Regions from separate parts of the Sus scrofa genome. Here region 2 is linked to region 1. The links are chromatin contacts, called in public promoter capture Hi-C maps. All regions are on one chromosome and are shown on one strand. Each heading gives the region's core, a stretch centred on a gene start, on an enhancer-like site or on the middle of the called end of the contact. The rest is flanking DNA. Distances are from core to core; before and after follow the strand shown. Region 1 holds the start of RBP5 (retinol binding protein 5, cellular). Region 2 holds the start of P3H3 (prolyl 3-hydroxylase 3).

Evidence for each region. Promoter capture Hi-C pulls out the DNA fragments that hold promoters and counts their contacts.
Region 2: a promoter capture Hi-C map of fetal liver shows a contact between it and region 1, with 4 times the contacts expected there. The contact joins the promoter of P3H3 here to the promoter of RBP5 in region 1. A contact is called at or near these places in 1 of 5 promoter capture datasets (fetal liver), 1 of 47 Hi-C or Micro-C datasets (skeletal muscle) and 1 of 2 datasets of contacts at active chromatin or transcription factors (alveolar macrophages).

What each region holds. Positions count from the first base shown.
Region 1 is chr5:63,599,396-63,603,757 of Sscrofa11.1, reverse strand. It overlaps RBP5 (retinol binding protein 5, cellular), which reads right to left and starts at 2,576. Exons shown (of 4, transcript NM_001145223.1): 1 at 2,422-2,576; 2 at 1,953-2,131. The coding sequence starts at 2,494. The region is part of intron 1 of CLSTN3 (calsyntenin-3); the gene reads left to right.
Region 2 is chr5:63,883,815-63,888,113 of Sscrofa11.1, reverse strand. P3H3 (prolyl 3-hydroxylase 3) reads left to right here and starts at 2,820. Exons shown (of 14, transcript XM_005652597.3): 1 at 2,820-3,764. The coding sequence starts at 3,279. GPR162 (probable G-protein coupled receptor 162) reads left to right here. Exons shown (of 5, transcript XM_013987412.2): 3 at 541-730; 4 at 1,239-1,396; 5 at 1,640-2,404. The coding sequence ends at 2,191.

The DNA of each region.
Region 1 (4,362 bases), core at 1,327-3,826:
TGTCCCCCCCAACCCTGCCCAAATCAGAGCTGGGTGGGTCTGGGCCTTCTGGTCAACATTATTAGGCTGAAAGCAGCGGATACTGCTGGTGAGGGAAAGAGCTGAGTTTTCAATGAAGTGAGGAGTTAATCAGATTGGAGATAATGGGCACTTTCTGGCAAGGAAAGGAACAGCATAGAGGTAAGAAAGAAGGACAGAGAGTTCCCTTCGAGGCACAGTGGTTAACGTATCCGACTAGGAACCATGAGGTTGTGGGTTCGATCCCTGGCCTTGCTCAGTCGGTTAAGGATCTGGCGTTGCTGTGAGCTGTGGTGTAGGTTGCAGATTCGGCTCGGATCCTGCGTTGCTGTGGCTCTGGCATAGGCCCGTAGTTACAGCTCTGCTTAGACCCCTAGCCTGGGAATCTCCATATGCCACGGGACTGGCCTTAGAAAAGGCAAAAAGACCAAAAAAAAAAAAAAAAAAAAAAAAAAAAAAAAAAAAAAAAAAAAAAAAGAAGAAGAAGCAGAAGAAGAAGAAGACAGAAGGACAGGTAGTTGTAAGGGCTGTAACCTGGTGCGTTCATGGGGAGACCCTTGGATGCTGTGTGGAGCATATGGACCTTACCTGGAATGTCAGAGATTGTCACAGCAAGAGTTTAAGTCAGGGGATGATATGGTCACTTTTACATTTTAGAGCCTTGTGGTGACAGTAGGCAGAGTGAATTAGAGGAGGGTCAAGACTAGGGACCAGTTTGGGGACCAGAGGAAAATGAGGACCTGAGTTGAGGTGATGATAGTGAGAAAGACCAGGAAGAAACCAATAAAAGCCACATACACGTGTGATGCTCAAGAGAAATAGAATGGGTCCTAGATGCAAGCCACACATATAATTTTAAAAATTTCCAATTGATGTTAGAAAAGTAAAGAGACAGGTGAAATTAATTTTAATAATATCTTTTATTCAAACTAAAACATCCCCCAAATTGTTATTTCTGCATGTAATCGATACAAAAATTCCTGCAACGTCTTATACGTTTTGGGGGATTGTCTTTAAAATCCCAGTATGTGTTTTATAGTGACAGCACATCTCAAGCTGGACCAGGTACATTTCAAAAGTTCAATATCTATGTATGGCTAGGAGCTACCATATTGGATAGCACAGAAACGTTATGAAGGTTGCACATATAAAGGTTATAAGGATGCACATGTGCATGCTTGTGTGAGCATGTGTGTGTGGGGAGCACAGAGGTAAGAGAATACAAGATAATGACTGTGACTTCTATGCTTTGGTCCTGCTGGTCATTGTGATTGACGGAAACAGTAACTATAAAAGCAGGAATAGATTCATGTAGGAAGATAACCCCTTTGGGTTTGACCTTGGGACATGCAGATGGAAACATTTTGCAGGCAGTTGAAACTTGACCCTGGGGCACAGGTGGTACCTCTGGCTGGAGAATCCATGCCCGGGGGAGATTATAGATGGTAACCGAACACATCTACATGGGTGTAGATGATTTAGCCCATGGATGCTACACAGGCAAGAGAAAGTCAAGAACAAAATACTGGGGGAAACTCCAGTTTACAGCATGAAGAGGGGAATTAGGGTCTGCGAAGGAACATGTAAGAAGCAGAAAGAGCTGCATGGGAGTGGAGGGATAGAAGCTGGGGGCAAAGATGCTGTGGGTCCACAGGGTCACAGGTGAGAGGGTGAGCACATGTTTGCTCTTGGCCTGAGGGTGGCCTGCCCTTTTTGTCCTTTTGGCTGGTGCTAAGAGGGGGCAGGAGAGAGGAGGAGGGAGGGAGTGGGCCTGGGTGAGTAACAGCAGGAGCCTGTTAGCCTAGGGATCCCACAGCCTGCTGTGTCATCACCCACTCACCCCCCCACCCCCCGCTGCTGGGAGAGGCTACTTTGTTCAGCCCCAGACGGTTAAGAGACCCCCCTGCTCCTCCCCACAAGCCTGAGCAAGTTACCTGGCACTTTCGTCCATCCACGATGCCTAGGTCCTCCTCAAACTCCACCCCCACCTCGAATTCCAGCACGTAGTTTCGGAAGGTGCTCAGGGTCTTCACGGTCATGTGGTTGCCCCGATGGTCGATCTCCTTGTCCGGCTTGAGCAGCAGCGCGATCTTGCGCAGAGCCAAGTTGATGTCTGTGGGGGCTGTCTCTTAGCAAGGGTCCTCTTGGCCAGCCGGCCAGGGGTGCCCCCCAACCCACGGCAGCAGCCTGGGGCTGGGAGCGGCCCCTCAGCTGGGTCTGGGGCTGTGCATTTACTCCCTCCAAGCAACGCCCCTGTCTAGAAAAGGGCCCCAAGTTCAGCTCCAGCACCTGAGCCTTTCCACGCTGTCCAACCTGCCTCCCCTGCACCTCAGTGGGACGGGAGGCTGGAGGGGAGAGGAGAGAAGGGGAGAGAAAGGGTTTGGGGAAGGGTGAGGCCATTACTCAGGGCTTGCAGGTAGTCCTCCAGGTTCTTCTGTGAGACAAAGCGGTAGTAGCCGGTGAGGTTGGGAGGCATCGTCCAGGCTGGCCAAGGTCAAGGCTTCAGGAGGGTGTAGGAGCCAGAGTGAGGAGGGAGGGAGTGTTGTCTGACAGGGGAGGCTGGGGGACGCCAGGCCAGCCTCCCAGCACACACAGAGGCAGCCCATGTAAAGGTCTGTGCTCCCGGGGTTTTTATAGACCTGGGGCCCTGTTGCAATAAGAGCTCCACCAGCTCCCCCTCCTCCACCAGCTCCCCCTCCTCCACCCCCGACGATGAGTGAGTGAGGCTCACGTCTGCAGCCCCGAGGGAGGGGCAGGGACTTGGCAAGGCTGTGCCTGACCTCGGCTTTTCCGGAGGAAGGAACCTGGACGAGGGTCTGAGGCTATGCGGCAGGCAGGACAGGAGCCTTTCTGAAGCTCCGTGTTGGCTTCCAGCCCATTTCTGGCAGGCTTGGGAACCTTCTCGAACCCCGAGGGGCAGCCTCATCTGGGAGGAAGCTGGTCTGGTTGTGTGGAGTAGGGACTCTTCCAGACTCACTCAGGGTTGAGTCCTAACAACGTCTTGAGATCCTGGGGCTGAGTCAGGGATCCTGAAAGGTGTGAGGGGGAGGAGGGGAGGGGAAGGAGAGAGGCAAGCCAGCTGGCCGGGAGCCCCAGTGGAGAAAATTCTAGAGTGCTGGCCCCCACAGCACCTTCTGCCGGCTTCGCTGAGCTGGGGCCCCAGTGCTGGCATTCCAGACTCTGTCCTGTAGAGAGAATGTCCTACATACTTCATTGGGAGGGAAGCAGAGAAACTGCAGAGGGAGCTGACCGCAGCCTGATGAGCTGCTGAGTTCAAAGTCTGGAGCAGAGGTGAGGGAGGAGTTGGTTTGGCTGTTCTGGAGAATTTTACAAACCCAGGGGTTTCCCTCCCCCTCTGGAGTCACTGCTGATGCCATGACCTGCCCCTGTCTGGGGCTCCTGGACCGCCCATGTACCAGAGGTAATTGCCATGGAGGGTGTGTGCCCCACCACCAACTCCCTTCCCCGCCACGCACACCTCTTCTCTGCCTCTCAAACCTACCGACGTCCTCAGCTTCAGAACCCACAGGGCTGGTTCTTCATGGTTTAAGGTGGGAAATTCAGGGAGAGGGAGGCAGAGAGTAGGCCATGGGAAAAATTCCACCTAGAGGTGAACTGCCCTGACAGGTGTGTGTGTTTGTGTGTGTGTGTGTGTGTGTTGGGGGTGGGTGGGGGATGAGCACAAACATCTCACATCTCCTCAAGTCCCAGACCTCTGTCCCCCTGTCTCTGACCTTGCTGACCACCCGGTGGCTTCCCCAGAGACCTGGGGTTGGCAGCTGAAATGCTAGCATCTCTGGGGGCTCAAGGCTGTGGGGTTTACTTCACTGTTCCCAGGAGGCACACATAGCAGGGATGGAATGGGCTGTGAAAAGAGGTTAGTGCAGAGTTGGGGGTGGTGGCTGTGGGGTGACGTGGATACTGTCCCTCCTCGCCTCCCTCGGGTCCCCGTTGACGTCTCCTCTCCCCACCCCCGGGGCTTCTGGCTTCTCGAGGCTCCCCATGTCCCTCTTTTTTTCCCCACCCCCTCTTCCTCCCCAGCCCCCGCAGTTCCCTGGCTCCCCCAAAATGCAGTCAGGGGAAAAAGCCCTAACACATCCTCCCGCCCCTGCTCCCCAGTCCCATTGGTTCCCTCCCCCCCTGCAGCACCTGGCCCCCCCAGTCGCCCCATTGGTCGGCGGCTCCATCAGTCCCGGCCCGGCGGTGCTGACGTCATCCTGCAGTAGCGGGGATGGGGTGGGAATGAGAGAGAGAGTGAGGACGCGGGGCTCCAGAGCGAAGGAGAAGCCACTGCAAGTCCCCCACCTCAGCCACCAAGGTTGGGGTCTGCCCGGGTCTGCTCTA
Region 2 (4,299 bases), core at 1,571-4,070, 280 kb before region 1:
CCACCTTCTAGTTCCCATTACCCCCAGCAGCGCAGCCTGCTCTCCAGTGACCAGTCCACACCCCCCATCATCCGCCCTTCCATCCCACTCCCTGTCCAGCTTCCTCCTCCACTATTGAGCACACCCCCCACCTGTCATCCAGCTGCCAAGCTCCACTCCGGAATTCCCTCTGGATACCACGGGGTCTTGAGCACTCCTGGGTGGCAACCCAGAGGGCTCACCCCACCACCCCAGCTTTTTGCATGCCCATCTCGTCCCTTTTCCTGAATTTCAGCCTGTCTTCAAGTCGGCTCTACCACCTCTGCTCTTCTCCCTCTGGACCACAGGGCTTTCTTTCCAGTACTCTCTTCGGATCTTCCTCTGAGTCAGTCCCTCCCCCTCAGTTCATCTTCATCTCGACCTTTGCCTCTGTCGGTGACCCTATGTGATTCCCTCCTGACTTCTTGCCCCCTCAGCTGCACTAGGATGTCCTATCTGGGGTCCGATGGGCCCCCGCGGCTCTGGGCCCTGACCAGTGCCATTCCGCCATCGTCCCGCCAGGTGGTGAGCTTCTTCTCCCTGAAGTCGGACTCGGCGCCCCCGTGGATGGTGCTGGCTGTGCTGTGGTGTTCCATGGCACAGACGCTGCTGCTGCCGTCCTTTATCTGGTCCTGCGAGCGCTACCGCGCCGACGTGCGCACAGTGTGGGAGCAGTGCGTGGCTATCATGTCCGAGGAGGATGGCGACGACGGTCAGAGGAGGGCCTGGGCTTTGGCTTTCCTGGGCATCGGCTCCCTTTTCCTGCCCTTTTCTACCAGCCCTTCTGTGGGGACGGGCTGCCCTGGAGTGCCCCCTGCTGGACAGAGCCTGCGCTACCCCTGGGCCGACTCCCTGCTTTCCTCTCCCCAGTCCTCTCCCTGATGCACAAGCCCTGCATCCTTCTGCACGGAGGGATCTCTCCCCTGGGCATCCACACCCCTCCCACCCCGCCACCCCCCCACCCCCACCATACGGTGACAGCTCTTGGTGGGGGGGGGTGTGGCAACTGTTTCAATTAAGTGTGTGGGTATGTATGAATCACTAGGGGCTCCGCAATGAAGCAACAGACCCTTAGCGACTCTTGCTTTCCTCTTAGAATTTACAGACTAATGGGAACAGGAGGATTCTCCAGGGAACTTATAAGGGAGTGGAAGCTTTATGAGGGGGTTGGGGGGTGGGTATTCCCTGCTTGTAACCACTCTGCCCCTTTTATCTCCTAGATGGGGGCTGTGATGACTATGCAGACGGCCGAGTGTGCAAAGTTCGCTTTGATGCCAACGGGGCCACAGGACCAGGGGGCAGGGACCCCGCCCAAGTGAAGCTGCTGCCTGGAAGGCACATGCTTTTTCCCCCTCTTGAGAGGGTCCATTACTTACAGGTATGGGACGAGGCCATACACCTCCGACTGTGGGTATCCCCTCCCTCCTTTTCTGCAGTCTCTCATCCCTCCCTAGTCCGGGCCTGCAGGGCACAGACCTGCCAGAAGCCGGCTCGCCCATCAGAGGCGTTTTTTTGCGAAAGTGTAGGGGTGGAGCCACTTGCAGAGAGTCCCCGTTTCAGTTTCTGCCTCTGCCCCCTTTGTCCCTGCAGCACCTCTGGGTCTACTTCCTCCTCTCCCCAGGTCCCTCTGGCCCGCCGTCTGTCCCATGATGAGACCAACATCTTCGCTACTCCTCGGGCACCAGGCTCCTTCCTGCACAAGTGGTCATCCTCTGATGACATCCGGGTCCTCCCAGCCCAGAGCCGGGCCCTAGGGGGCCCTCCTGAGTACCTGGGACAGAGACAAAGGCTGGAGGATGAGGAGGATGAGGAAGAGGCTGAAGGTGGGGGGCTGGCCAGCCTCCGCCAATTCCTGGAGGGTGGGGTTCTGGGGTCAGGTGGGGGACCTCCATGGGGTCCAGGCTTCTTCCGAGAGGAGATCACCACCTTCATTGACGAGACGCCTCTGCCTTCTCCGACTGCCTCGCCGGGGCCCTCTCCTCGCCGGCCCAGGCCCCTGGGCATCTCACCCCGCCGACTCTCCCTTGGGTCCCCTGAGAGCAGAGCCATTGGACTTCCTTTGGGCCTAAGTGCAGGGCGACGCTGCTCCCTGACAGGAGGTGAGGGGGGCGCACGAGCTTGGGGAGGATCCTGGGGCCCAGGTAACCCCATCTTCCCCCAGCTGACCCTTTGAGCCCAAGTGGGCCTGCTGGACTGAGAGGAGGTGGGGCTGGGTGGGTAACACCTCGTTCTATACCTGAGCCTAAGGCGGCTGCCTCCAGACTCTAAGGAGATGGGCTGGATCGGGGGCCCTGGAACTCCTGCTGTCATCCCGTCACCGGATGCCCAGCTCACCTTCCGTCATCCCTAGCAAAATGTATTAAAGTCTGAAGTGTTACCATGAAAACCTCTGTGTCCAGTGTGCTGTGGTGGCAAAGGGGATGGTCAGAGGCTTGGGGAGTGGAATGGCTCAGAGAGGACAAAACAGAGCAGAGACAGTGGACAGAGGCGCAGAAATATACACAGAGGAAGAGAGACACGCGGACAACACAGAGACAGGCTTAGGAGGGCATCTCCTGCTGGGGTGGGGGGTATGGGGAGACTCTTGAGCTTGCTGGTTTTGGGTGTGAAGGATATTTGTTGAGATCGTAGGGGTGGTTTTACAGGACATCTCTACCTCCCATGCTTCAGCTTGCCTCCTTTTCCCAAATCTGTGTGTGCCCACTTTCTGGGCAGGAAAGGGTTTGGGCAGACTTGGTGTCACAGGCCTGGAGTTTATCCTCCCCCCTGCTGCATTCTAAAGCTCTTTTTCCAAAAGCCTGCGTGGGTGGCTGGGTGTGTGGGAGGCAGGCACGCTCCCTTTCCTGGACTCTAGGCTGGAGGGGAACATTGCTGCAGTAGGTACTCCCGCCCCAAGGGCCTCTGGAGTTGGAGTCCGGAGTCCTAAGAGGCTCCTCAGGGTGCCTTAGGCCTGCTCCAGTGCCAGCCATCGGCTCCGCTCGCTCCACGGTCTGTTTCTCGTCCCTGCCACCTCGCTTATCCTAAAGCCCGCTTCACCACGTTCTGCCAGGCGTTCTCTGACTCCTGTCTCCCAGACCGGCCTCTCCCAGGGTTGTCTCGGCTCCATCAGCGCCGGTCGGTGCCGCTCTTTCCTCCCCTCTTCCTCTCCTCCCTCCTCTCCATCTCTCCTTCCTTTCCCCTCCCTCTCCCTTCCCCCTTTCCTCCCTCTCCCTCTCGGCTCCCGCAGTTCCCTCGGGCAGCCGGCCGGCGGCTCTGACACGATGCTCCGGCTCCTCTGGTTGTTGCTGCTCCTGCTGCTGCTGCCTCCCCCGGGGTCCCCCGAACCCCCCGGCTTGGCCCCGCTGTCCCCGGGGGCGCCCCCTCAGGCCCCCGACTTGCTCTACGCCGACGGGCTGCGCGCTTACGCGGCCGGGGCCTGGGCGCCGGCTGTGGCTCTGCTGCGGGAGGCGCTGCGGAGCCGGGTGGCGCTGGGCCGCGCGCGGCGGGACTGCCAGGAGCGCTGCGCCGCCGAGCCGGGGGCCGCGCTCCCCGCCCTGCTCGCCGCTGCCCCGGGGCCCGGAGCGGCGCGGGGCGCCTGGGAGCCGCTGCTACTCCGTGCCGCGCTCCGGCGCGCCGAGTGCCTGACCCAGTGCGCCGCGCGGAGGCTGGGCCCGGGGGGCGCGGCGCGGCTCCGCGTGGGGAGCACGCTCCGGGACGCCTTCCGCCGCCGGGAACCCTACAACTACCTGCAGAGGGCCTACTACCAGGTGCGCGGCCCCAGGGATCCCCCGCCCAGCTGCTGTCCTCCTCCCGCTCCCGGGAGGGGCGGCGTGCCAGCGCCCGGACTCGGGTGGGGCCGTGCTGATGGGACCTCTCCCTTGGAGTCGTTCATATCAAACCGCGGCAAGCACCCATCGAGGTGGCAGAGGGACAGCCTCGGGAGAGTGGGAGCAAAGTTGGAATGGGCGTCCTGCCTCGGGGTGGAAGTAGAAGACGGAGGGGCCTGGAGTTCTAGGAAGTCTTACTGGGACCTTCGTGGGGTGACAGCCGCCCCTTCCTGGGAACGAGGCGGAGGGGCTAGGGACTGGAGAGCATGAGGGCGGGGGTGGGGGGTGAGTGTGAACCTCCACTTCTGGGCAGGAGAGAGCTTCGGCAAAGTAAGAAGAGGGAGGCAGGGCTGAGGGGCCCGGTGTCCTGGGGGCGGGGGCAGTGGACACTGCGCAGCTACTGGTACGGTAGCTATTGCCTACTAATGCCTACGTGGCCGGGGAAGGGGGGCGCTGGTCACCCACACCTCAGCCC